Regions from separate parts of the Mus musculus genome. Here all the other regions are linked to region 1. The links are chromatin contacts, called in public Hi-C and promoter capture Hi-C maps. All regions are on one chromosome and are shown on one strand. The core of a region is the stretch at or near the end of the contact, and the rest is flanking DNA. Distances in the headings are between cores, read along the strand shown. Region 1 overlaps Adgrv1 (adhesion G protein-coupled receptor V1). Region 2 overlaps Adgrv1 (adhesion G protein-coupled receptor V1). Region 3 overlaps Adgrv1 (adhesion G protein-coupled receptor V1).

The links. A called contact is a pair of places that touch in the nucleus more often than the background predicts. Capture Hi-C pulls out chosen DNA fragments and counts their contacts.
Region 2: a Hi-C map of liver shows a contact between it and region 1, with 3 times the contacts expected there. The contact joins two enhancer-like sites. A contact is called at or near these places in 1 of 15 datasets of contacts at CTCF or cohesin (CD8 T cells), 5 of 484 Hi-C or Micro-C datasets (CD4 T cells, brown adipocytes and liver) and 1 of 115 datasets of contacts at active chromatin or transcription factors (cardiomyocytes).
Region 3: a contact with region 1 is called in a promoter capture Hi-C map of liver. The contact joins two enhancer-like sites.

The regions. Positions count from the first base shown.
Region 1 is chr13:81,209,281-81,213,256 of GRCm38.p6, forward strand. The region is part of intron 85 of Adgrv1 (adhesion G protein-coupled receptor V1); the gene reads right to left. Among named protein-coding and RNA genes, the nearest start is that of Gm32639, 110 kb to the left of the region's middle. Within about 2 kb of position 2,296, at least 6 of the 459 cell types and tissues checked have an H3K27ac peak or open chromatin away from gene starts, as enhancers often do. A contact at or near this core is called in liver, where this site is marked.
Region 2 is chr13:81,367,683-81,371,658 of GRCm38.p6, forward strand. All of the region lies in intron 83 of Adgrv1 (adhesion G protein-coupled receptor V1), which reads right to left. Among named protein-coding and RNA genes, the nearest start is that of Adgrv1, 260 kb to the right of the region's middle. Within about 2 kb of position 2,024, at least 9 of the 459 cell types and tissues checked have an H3K27ac peak or open chromatin away from gene starts, as enhancers often do. A contact at or near this core is called in liver, where this site is marked.
Region 3 is chr13:81,341,631-81,345,606 of GRCm38.p6, forward strand. All of the region lies in intron 83 of Adgrv1 (adhesion G protein-coupled receptor V1), which reads right to left. Among named protein-coding and RNA genes, the nearest start is that of Gm32639, 240 kb to the left of the region's middle. Within about 2 kb of position 1,736, at least 8 of the 459 cell types and tissues checked have an H3K27ac peak or open chromatin away from gene starts, as enhancers often do. A contact at or near this core is called in liver, where this site is marked.

The DNA.
Region 1 (3,976 bases), core at 1,046-3,545:
TTGGGATTAAGCTAGGTTTAGTAGTAATTTAGCCCTAGCTATTCAGCTAGCTGAAGGTGGAGGATTTATTGAGCCAGGTACCTAAGGCTAACCTGTGCAAAATAGCAAGACTCTGTTATCACAAAATTTTAACCAAAACCCAAAACCCAAAAAACAACCACCAAAGAGCATATATGAGCTCTCTCTCGGGGGTGAAGGGGAGGGAGAGGGGAGAACAACCATGGGAGGTGGTGCTGGGAGGGGCATCACTTGGGATGTAAATAAATAAAACAATTAATTTTTAAAAATTAAAAAAATAATTAAGAGGGCATAGAGAGATGGTTTGGTAATTAAGACCATTGCTTTTAGAGAAGCCAGGTTCAATTCTAGCACCCACATGGCAGCTCATAACTAACTGTCTGTAGCTCCAATTCTAGGGGCTCTGGTACCTTCATAGACATATATGCAGGCAAGATGCCAATGCACATTGAAAAAAGTAATTAAGAGGCATAAGACAACTGATTTTTATACCTGCCTCAGGTTGGCATTTTCCCCATTTGAATCCATTTTACTTTGTTATAACTATCTTCAAATCTCAGTATTTGCCTAAGCAGAAGCTATTGGTAACTACTCTGAACGATAATATTTGTGATCATTCTGAATGAACACTCAGGATAACAGCTGTTAATATTTGATGATTCTATAACATGCATCCATTTAATTAACTAGTATCTCACATGGGGGTACCTCATTCTAAGTAGGCCACCGTGTGGCAAGTTTGAAAATGTAACTTCTTTTTTTTAAATGCTGGACTAATTTGCTGGGATCCTAGATGAGAAAAATCTACTCAGCACAGATTTTACATCTTCCTCACAAAGTGGCCATAAGCAAATACGTGAGTTCTGAGTCACCACCAGGAAACCCTGTGAACTATGTGAGCTGGAAGCAAACTTCAAGACCTCCAAGCTATTTTCTAAACAATAGAAGAATTCAGTGTCCACCTCCATGCCTACTACCTGTCATCATCTCAAAAAGAGATCTTAGGGTTTAATTTACCCCAAACACTCACAGGCTCTATATTTAGTATTTCATCTCAGTTATAGTACCAACACTCAGAAAAACAATTTTACAAAAACTTTCAAGGTCAGCTTATGAGTTTCTCCAAACTAATACAACCCCTATATTCTTTTACTGGAAAATTCTCACGTAAATGTTGGTAAGGGAAGTTATACCATTCTCAAGAGCAACCAAATGGGTGAAAGTAGAGGATAGTTCAGTACTTGCTTACTACTAAGGTCTGTAGGGATAAGCTAGTGTTGTCTCATGTTCATATTTTGTTAAGGGAGAAAGAGTTGCTAGTTTACTAAGCCTTTAAAGCAAATCTCTCCCCAAAATATGCTCTCCTGGGGCATGAGTTCAGTAGATTGCTTTTGCTTGCATGCTCAGGGCCTTGGCCTTGGTTCCCAGCATACTGGTAAATACTGGTTGATTCAGCTGAGTAATCTTTTCCGGCTGAGTATTAGTTTTTGTTTGCTTGCTTGTTTTGTTTCTATTACAGAAAAGCAAAATGTATAACAAATATTTGTTGTAATATGAAAGCCGCACTAAGCCTGGACATTTTAAATTGGTTATAAGCTTGTTAATGTCCCTCACCTCTGAGTGGGTTATGTGAATTGCCCTCTGACAAAATAATCCTGTGTTGGAGTTAGAAAATTAGTGAAGAAGCTAAAAAGAGCTGCAACACTTAGTAATTTTTTTTTTTTTTTTACTAATTTAGATATTTTGTTAAAATGACATTTTGGTGGTAAGCATGTGGCATCAGTAGCCAGGATATTGAAGGCAGACTGTGACACAGACTGCAGAAAGCTGTGACACTGAAGGTCTTTGAAGAGGTTGGATGGAAAACCTTCATGAGTCAAGGTCCTTATACAGGACAATTAAAAAAACAAAACAAAACAAAACAAAAATGGGAGAACCAAGGAATAGAGAGCAAGAATTTAAATAATCCCTATCTCATTTTCCTAGGGAGAGAGGGGAGGGGAGAGAGAAAGGAGCAGAAATGGAGGGAGGGGAGGGGAAAGGAGAATGAGAGGGAAGGAAAAAGAGAAAAAAGAAGGGGAGAAAGGAGGAGGAAGAGGACAGGGTGGGGGTGGGAGGAGTGGGGGAAGAGGATTTACAACTGTGCTGCTTGCAGATACTCAGTAAGCCCTCTGGAGTTGCAGGGAAAATCAGCTCTGGTGTTAAAAGCTACGTAAGATATTTGAATAGAGACACCCTGGCAGCTCAGCAGTCTGGTCTTGCAGCAAGCAAGAGAAGGTCATTGGGATGACTAAAGCTACACTTTAAAAGTTTACTTGAGCAAAGTCTCACAAACATGTTTGTGGTGCATGCATTGTGCAAGAGAAAGCTGGCATGAGATGATTCTAGTTGTTTCCAAAGGAACATTCTAGGAGGGTCAGAAGGTTACAGCAGAGAGAGCCTGCATATATTTCTCTGAGTTGCTAGAGACAACAAATATTAAAGAATTTTCTAAAAGATAGCTTTCAATTGATGACTGTACCAACTAAATAAACTTGCCAGTATCTTCCTGCCTGATTTTTCTATTCTTTCCCCTTGTGTTACAACTCGGGAGAATCAGAAATAGAGATTTGTTAACATAGCTAAATGGGGGTAGAAAAAATGAAGCAGACTTACAGCTCATCCTTCTTAAGTCCTAGCAATTGGAAGAACAGTCATAGTGATAAATTAGAAGCAGCTCAGATAATACTATTGAACAAGACAACCAACTAAGAGACTGACTGAAGGAACAACTACTAAGAGTGATTAAGTTTGAAGAGGCTTTCCTGTATTTTATTTAGAAGCATAGACTTCTATTGAATCTATTATGAAGAAAGACACCAGAAGTAGAAGGTCAGTATTATCACATTTTATGCAATTCTCAAAGAATACAAATATTGAATCTTAAAATAATCAAGCAGAAACAACACAAGAGAATTGCTTCATGACTATACTTCATCAATCAAACATATTAATGAGATATAAAATTAAAAAGAGTTGTATCACTGTCTCTATTATTCAGCATTAACTGCCCTGGTTAGCAGATGAAAGTGTTTGTGAGACATTATCCTTTACTGTCATGTAAGCTTGTCAAGAACTGACTATCTTAAAGGGCACTCACAAAGCTTTTCTAGGTTTATCAAGTATTTCTGCTTCCAGTTTCCATCTGCCCCCTGAGCTGATTCTGTGCCACAGTACTCCATAACCAAATACTGCCTGGAGAGAGCTGTTCTCCAAGGAGTACTGACACATGGGCTTGCAGGAGAGACAGCCACAGTAAGAGACAGCAAGACTAGCTAACACCAGCGATAACCAATGTCAAGAGGCAAGCACAAGAACATAAGCAACAGAAACCAAGGCTACCTGGCATCATCAGAACCCAATTATCCCACCACAACAAGCTCTGGATATCCCAACATACCAGAAAAGAAAGATTCTGATTTAACATCACATCTCATAATGATGATAGAGTACTTTAAGAAGGACATAAATTAATCCCTTTAAAAAAATACAGAACACAGGTAAACAGGTAGAAGCCCTTAAATAGGAAACACAAAAATCCCTTAAAGAATTAGAGGAAAACACAACCAAACAGGTGAAGGAACTGAACAAAACCATCCAGGATCTAAAAATGGAAATAGAAACAATAAGAAAATCACAAAGAGAGACAGGCCTGGAGATTGAAAACCTAGGAAAGATATCAGGAGTCATAGATGCCACAGAATAAAAGAGATGATAGAATTTCAGGTGCAGAAGATACCATAGAAAACATTGACACAACAATCAAAGAAAATGCAAAATGCAAGAAAATAATCTTCTTTTAACAAACCAAAAAGAAGATAGCAACATAAACATAATTCTACCTCTAACAACAAAAATAACAGGAAGCAACAATCACTTTTCCTAAATATCTCAAAACATCAATGAACTCAATTGCCCA
Region 2 (3,976 bases), core at 774-3,273, 160 kb after region 1:
TGGCTAAAAACAATTTTAAAGAAAATTATTTCTTTTTTTAATCTTAAATAAAATGAAAAGCTAATGGGTTTTCTTAAGTTGACTTCCTTATGCAGACACGTAGAGTTAGAACTAATGAGTGGCAGCAGCAGTGGCCACAGGCAGAGGCATGAACGGGGAGGTTACTCCAGGCTGTTCCAGTCCCTCCACAAACAGGATCAGGCAGCCCTCTGATAACCGGCTCAGCATCTGAACTTGAGCAGACGGCTTACACTGAAGGTTGGGAAGTGTTTGATCTATTTCTATCTGTACAACATGTAGTCACAATATTCTTCTGAAAGACAACCCTTGCTCCAGTTGCTAGTTCAAAGCAAGATCTAATTTTGATTCTATTATTTAAACTCTTGAAACTTTTTTTTGTTGTTGAATTAGCAAAAGTAAAGAGAACAAGATCCAGTCAGATTAATGAGTAGCCAGAAGTTCTAGCTAAAGGAAAACTATCTCTATTTATAACACTTCATCTTGCTCTGCTTCAATTGACCTGAAATAGACAGGTAACAGACAGCTTGATGATGATGATGATGATTGATAGACAGACAGACAGGCAGACAGACAGACACATAGATAGTAGATAGATAGATGGTAGATAGAGATATATACATACATGTGAACACACATACATACACACACAGATATGTATGTATATACTTAGATAGATAGATGATTGATAGATAGACAGGCAGACAGAGTTCTTAGTTAATAGCATTTGGGGCCCTAGACATGTCTTTCCTATTTTAACAGTTTCAATGCCACAGGTCAAGATACTTGGGGAAGTTAAGTCCTGTCCTACTGGAAGGAGACAGGGTTTTGGAGTCATATATGGCTTTGGGTTCAGTCTTGCATGCAGTGATCCTTAGAAAGTCTCCAAGATGATAGATACTTAAAGTTAAAATGACAAGGGCTCAGACTAAGGGAAAGTCTTTTAGGAGTTGTGTGCAATCTGGATCATTCCTGAAAAACAGACATTGTACAAAGACATTCCTGAATGTTGCGGCGTGATAAACAGCCCAACTTTTACTGAATTCTAGATAATAGTCCTAAGAGTTAACATAAAATTCTCTTCCGCCTTCATGAAGAAGAGAAAGATGAAGTTAAAATCCATGCACATCCATTAGCTGACAAAAATAAGGTAAAAACCAAATAAAACCACGTAAGTGTTTCAACTTCTGAGCTAGTCACATAGACCATGGTGAGTCAGTAGAGAGGCTTCACAGAGCTTGTGCCACAGCCATGCACATGAAGGGTCTCTGGACAGATATCTTTATTCAGTTTCAGAAGATGAAGTTAAGCCATAGACAAAAAGAAACAGAAATCAAGTGTTTTCCTGTTGGCAAGATTTATTAATCTGAGCAAACATGGTTATCTTTCTGTTCTTTTTTTAGATTTGGGGAGTTGCTTTTCCCGACAGAAGCTCTGGAATTGAGAACCCCGCCTGGCAAAGATGCCCTTTGTCCCTCCTGCCACCAGCCCGCTCAGGGCACACAGGGCAATGTGACTCTAAGATAAAAGTTCCAAAGATAGAAGTAGATGTTTTCCCCAGGAATATCTGGCAACAGCATGAAAGGCTGTTGGCTATGTTTCCCACCACATTGGAAGAGAGTGCTCTCACACCTTGCTGCTTAAGCGTTTCCTTGCAGATAAATGAGAAAAAACACAACTTGACACTGAGGGAAATATACTGCTAAAAATATAAACCTTTTCTCAAAAAGTCTGTGATATTTCAATAAGCACAATTTTCTATATTAATAGTAGGCAGGTTACTATTTAGCATAAATGTCGTGGTGGACCGTCTATGGCCCCTGCATTTAAAAGTAACTGATGGGTGGGACAAGGTATTTCTACCAAGGACAGGTAGATACAAGCTTTCGGGTGTTAATTTGCAAATTTGTTCGCTGCAATTTTGAATACAAGAACAAAAAAAAAAAACATAGCTAGAGACTCACAAATGTTTTTTTGCTATGCTATACACTCTGTAGCTAGGCCAAAGAAATCTTTGAAAGGATCCTTCAGTTTTTAACCTTACTCCAACTCTGCAAGACTAACTTTGGTTTTGGGTGGGGAAAAATCCTATACTGCCACCTGCTGGTATATTGTAGTCAATGCCACTTTTTTTCTAAATTTTTTTTTTCCAAAAATGTGTATTGATCATATTTTCCCCTCTGACTACATCCCTACCCATCTAACTTCAATACAAGAACCATCTATTAATTCTTTTGTATCCACCTCCTATTCAGAATATAAATATAATAAAATATGTAGTGAATTAGTAATACAATATTCTATATGTTTCTAAAATTAGAGAACAAGCAAACTTAGGCACATTTCCCTGACAATATGATTTACAAATACATTGTACCATACTCCTTCAAAATGAAGGGATGAGATACGGCTCAGGTGGTCGTGTTTGCCTAGCATGCACAAGGCCCTGGGCTCAATTTTCAGCAACATCCTCAAAGTTAAAATGGCACAGGGCTCAGACTAAGGGGAAGTCTTTTAGGAGTTGTGTGCAATCTGGATCATTCCTGAAAAGCAGACATTGTACAATGACATTCCTGAATGTTGCGGCGTGATAAACAGCCCAACGTTTACTGAATTCTAAATAATAGTCTAAACCAGTCTGATGACGCAAGTCCCTAATCTCAGTATGCTGTACATGGAGACAGAAAGAGTAGAAGTTTGAGGTCATCCTCAGCTACATAGCAAGTCCAGGGCACCCTGTGCTACAGAAGAGCCATCTCTCTGTGACACATATGTACACACATATGCATGCATGCACATGCGCGCACACACACACACACACAAACATGACAATCAACTAAGTCTTGATAAGGAAAGATCTTGGCATGCCTGTCTTCCCCATATTCACAAGTCACCCCTATAGGTAAGTGGAGACATTTTACTCCTTAAAAAGAACCACGGTCCCAAACCCTTGTTTGTTTGTTTGTTTGTTTGTTTGTTTGTTTTTTCATTTCTCCAGGCAATTTAAACTCTAATAATGTCTACTCAGCAAAGATGCAGGATCCAAAAATAGGAGATCCATGTCTGGAACTGTAATGGTCCCAATAACACAATTCTACAACTCATACTATAAGTACTTTAAAGTTTGGTCAATGTAAATAAAAGCCAGTGTTCCTGTAAACATTTCCATTTCTCGTTTTGGAGAATCTGACATTTTTGGAAAGTCCTCACTTTGGAGCAGGAGAGGCAGCTCAGTATTCAAGGGCATTTGCTGCCCTTGCAAGAGCAGCCGAGTGGTTCTCAGTACCCAAGCTGGGTGACTCACCACAGCTATGAATTCAGGTCCTCGGAGTGCAATGCCACCATCTCTCTGCTACATTATACAGTTCATGTGCATATCCCCCACTCCCCATACAGACATAGTAACAAAATTAAATCTTTTAATTGAAAATAAATTCTTCTACAATACACCCTTACTACGGTTTTTCCCTCCCTTCACTCCTTCCAGCCTCCCCCACCTCCCTTCTTCCCAGCTACATCCCCCACTCTATTTCCCTTCAGAAAAGAGGAAGTCTCCAACAGCCAAACTGCAGACAACAAACAGCCAAACAGGACAAAAGAAGAAGCAGTAAGACAAGTCAAAAGCCCTCTATCAAGGCTAGACAAGGAAAGCCAATAGAAAGAAAAGAGTCCCAGGAGCAGACCAAAGAGTCAGAGACACACTCACTCCCACTCTTAGGGTCCCACAAAAACACTAAGCTAACGGCCATAACTTATACACAGAGGATCCGGTGTAGACCCAAACAGACCCTATACTTTGCCGCTTTAGTCTCTCTGAGCTAAAAAATAAAATATATCTTTAAAAATCTCTTGTCTAGTCAAGTGAGAAGAACATTCACTTTAAGTTAGTATTTTTAAATATCCAGGCAGTTGGTAAATAGATTGAATATTTCCTATGGAAACTCTACCAACTGTATGG
Region 3 (3,976 bases), core at 486-2,985, 130 kb after region 1:
CACAGTGAGGCATTTTAAAGGTAAAAGTATATCAGGGCCTTAAGAACATTCTGTCATAGCGTGCTCACACAGAGCAGAACAGCAGAGATATGAAGCAGACCATAAAAGATCTACATAAAACGAACTGTATGTATTTGAATACATGGAATACAATCAAATAAAATTTAAAAAATAAAGATAAGATACTTAAAGTGGCCTTGAGTGACTGACTGGTTTCTTGCAGCTAAAGTAGTTAAACCAATCCTTGGCTATATTAACAAAGATATAGAATCAAGATCAAGGAAGGAGATCTCTTGGGTAGGGACTGATGATACAGAGCTACAATACAGAGTGTCAATGCTGTGAACCCATACCCTTCAGCTAGACTAGAATTTGGAGTGAGCGCTGGTGAAGGGAAGGGTCTGTAGCTGTGGTGAGCGCTCCACGAGCTTACTATGCGACGAGTGGGCACACACTCCTGGAAGAGCTTACCTTTTTGACTTAGGACAGCTAGTGTCACATTAAATATAAGCATGTAGGGCTTTCTCACATGGGGCTAGAAAGGCAGCTTAGCTGTCAAGAAGCATAGTTGCTCTCATAGACCACCAGAGTTTGGCTGCCAGCACCCATAGGGTACAGGTGTCAACAGCCTATAACACCAGCTCTGGGAAATTCAGCACCCTCCTGGGCCTTTAGAGGTACCTGCATTCACACACACACACACACACACACACACACACACACACACACACTTAATAATAAAACAAATCTATCTACCAACTCATCCCTATCTATTTCTTTGTCTGTATCTATATATGTAGATATCACACAAATGGTATCATGGTTCCACTTAGCTTTATTATGCTAGATACAGCTCTCAAGTACATAGATGGCTACCAACACCAAATTGAAATCATAACTTATTAAAAAAATATGTGAAAGTTGAAAATCTGATTATCTTTACTTAACTAAAAAAGACTATTAAATGATAAAAAAAAAAAGAAACTGAACACTACTGTCCTCCATTAGAAGTATAATATCAAAGCACTAGTCTCTAGTACTGAAGTTTACCATCAACAGGAAAGGTACACCACTAAAGAATGTATACCCTAGCAATCATTTTAAGAAAGAAATCTACCTTAGGGATATCCCAGTACAAAAACCAAGTTGTATGAAGTAATAGCTCTGAGTTGTCCTCCCCATGTGATGAATAAGGAACCACAGTGCTGATGCCATGTATCCAGACTGTAGCCTTTACAGAGAAACATTGCTTCCTATAAAAGCCCAGGTTTGTTTTTGTTTGTTTGGTTGGTTGGCTGGTTGGTTGTTTTTTTAATTCTCTGTTGCAAAAAGACAGATATGATGAGGACTGATGTTTGAAATATCAAGGTTAATGTAGCACTGAGGCACAGAGCTAAAAGCTAGTTTTCATGGAGATGTAATGAACTAACAAGTGTGGCCTATATTAAATGGTAATTACTCTTAATCTTACCTGTTGAAAAGTGCTTTAGGTTTAGGTGTGGCAACTCCATTTGAAAACTCGTTGGCACTCTGGTGTAGACCTTGTTATGATTTCTTTCCAACACTGGACACACCTTGCTCAAAAGGCAAATGACTCATGAGGCCACAATCCAAGACGTGATATTCAGCATTTAACTTGCTAATGATAGCCAAGATGTAGCCATGGCTTCTGCTATGAGAACAACAGTGGCCCAAGGATTAGACACTAGATGGGCTTGGTGAGGAGAGCAAAGGGAGTATGAAAGGAATGTCAAATGAGGTAACCAGGAGAAAGACCACAGAGGGATGGAGGAGCATGTGCCAATGTCAATAAAGATTTCTCAATATTTGTATCATTTAAACAAAATAAGCCAAGCATAGAAGGTGAAAATGACCAGGTGAAGAAGGCAGGAAACAAAGGCACAGATGTATGAAGCACAAACCTGTATGAAACTGCTAAGGAGCCAACAACTGACACACAATAACCATCACCGAGCAGCTTCCTCTTCTGCAGGAAATTAGACATACTGGTTTTGCCACGATCCAGAAGCATATTTATGCAAGTTTTAACAAAATAGTACAGTTTTGCCAAGAATATGTATTTTATACACTCTGACTTACAACAGGAGATTGCTATTTTACAGTTGCTGAAAGTGGTCATTTTGATGCAAGTTTATCTCATCTTATATATCTATGCCCTATTTACACAAATTTAAAACACCTTTTGCTCTCTAAGAGTTCATGTGCAGTAATGGGCAAGAAGCTCTGGTAGTTTGAGCTAAAATCATGTTGTTAGAGGGTGGTAGGATATCCAGGTTTCACTTGAAGTTCAACTTTCCTTTTATAGGGAAAGAAGATTTAATGGCACCCAGTTTCACAGTCTAACACAGACAAAACTTTGTGCATATTGAGGTTTGAGAATGCAATGACTTCCACATATAAATATCCACACAGAACCCCAGTGAGAGGAATGTTGCAGGAAATATTAAAAATGACCACCAAGTCCCTGTGCTCCAAGCAGCTACTCTCTGCCCGCCAACTCTCCAGTGGAGCTGGAGTTCCCGAGTTTCCTTTGATGTCACACCAGCCCCACACAATGACAGTCCATCCCTTGGTCAGCTGCCACAACCCTCAGCAACCCAGTAAAACCAAAACTCTAGAAGCTTATAATTAACAAGTCAGATTATATATCAATAAATTCTCAATTCACAAGATGCCTATACAATAATTTCAGGGACGATTGATAATGGTACAAGCTGCCCACATATATTAGACAAGTTATCACAATTATTATATCCTTTATGATATCATATCTACCTGTGGCTATTTAAAACCATGCTGGTTCAGGGTTTTCTTCATGTCTGTCCTCCATCTTGCCTTCCCCTTCTCTCTCTCTTCTCTCTCTCTCTCTCTCTCTCTCTCTCTCTCTCTGCAACTCTTAGCGCTGCCTCTCTTTTCCCTGTCCAATCACAGGCCTCCTGCTGCACTAATATTTTAATGTAATTGGACAGGGAAAATCCTACCACAGAGGAAAGCATGCAACATAAGAGAATTCTGAACATAAATTTCAAAATTTAAGAACTCTGATTACCTTTATTTGTTTTATAATTTCCCTCAAATGGGAACATGTCTAGTTAGTCTCTGTGTCTAAGGTCAGCCTTGTGTTGTGTTGGTGTATATGTCTCTGTGTGTGTGTGTGTGTGTGTGTGTGTGTGTATGTTTTAAACATAAAGAAATGGAGCTGAGGAGATGGCTTGTGAATATGAGCACATGCTGTCAAAAGGGGATGGAACTGAACTCAAATCCCTACCCCATGTAAAGCCAAGGAAGACTGAGAGTACCTGGACCCTCAGTGTTGGTAGGGTGGAGACACAGGTCCTATGAGCTCTAGCCCAAAAAGTAGGCTTTAGATGTAATGAAAGTCCATGTCCTCAAATATACAGTGGAAAGTGACACAGGAAGACACCTCATGTCCTTCCTTGTTTATTACATAAGCAATCGTGGCTATGTGGTTTTACATACACATACACATGATATGCATATATGACATATATGCATACATGTATACATATAGATACATATATGATATATATGCACAGAAGAGAAATCATGTATTGTATTAGTAACAATGAAGTATTGATTTCTTTAAGCTGTTATAGAATTCACCGGTAAATACATGACATGGGAAACAATCATTCTGAATGAGGTAACCAGATCCAGAAAGACAAACATCACATATTTTCTCTCATTTGTGAATCTTAGCTTTGAATTTCCAAACACTATGTGGCCATGTCAGGGGTTAGGCAAGCTTTCCGTTTGGTGGGGGTGGGGGGCCGGAGGTAGAACACACTGCCATAAAGAGTTAAAAGAAATAATAAAAGGGAAAGTTTAATTGGGTTATGGTGGGAAGGGCAGAGTAGAGGAAGAAATACAGTAAGGGAAAAATAGTGCAAAAGACCTTGACAAAAATATCATATGGAACCCTACTATTGTAGAA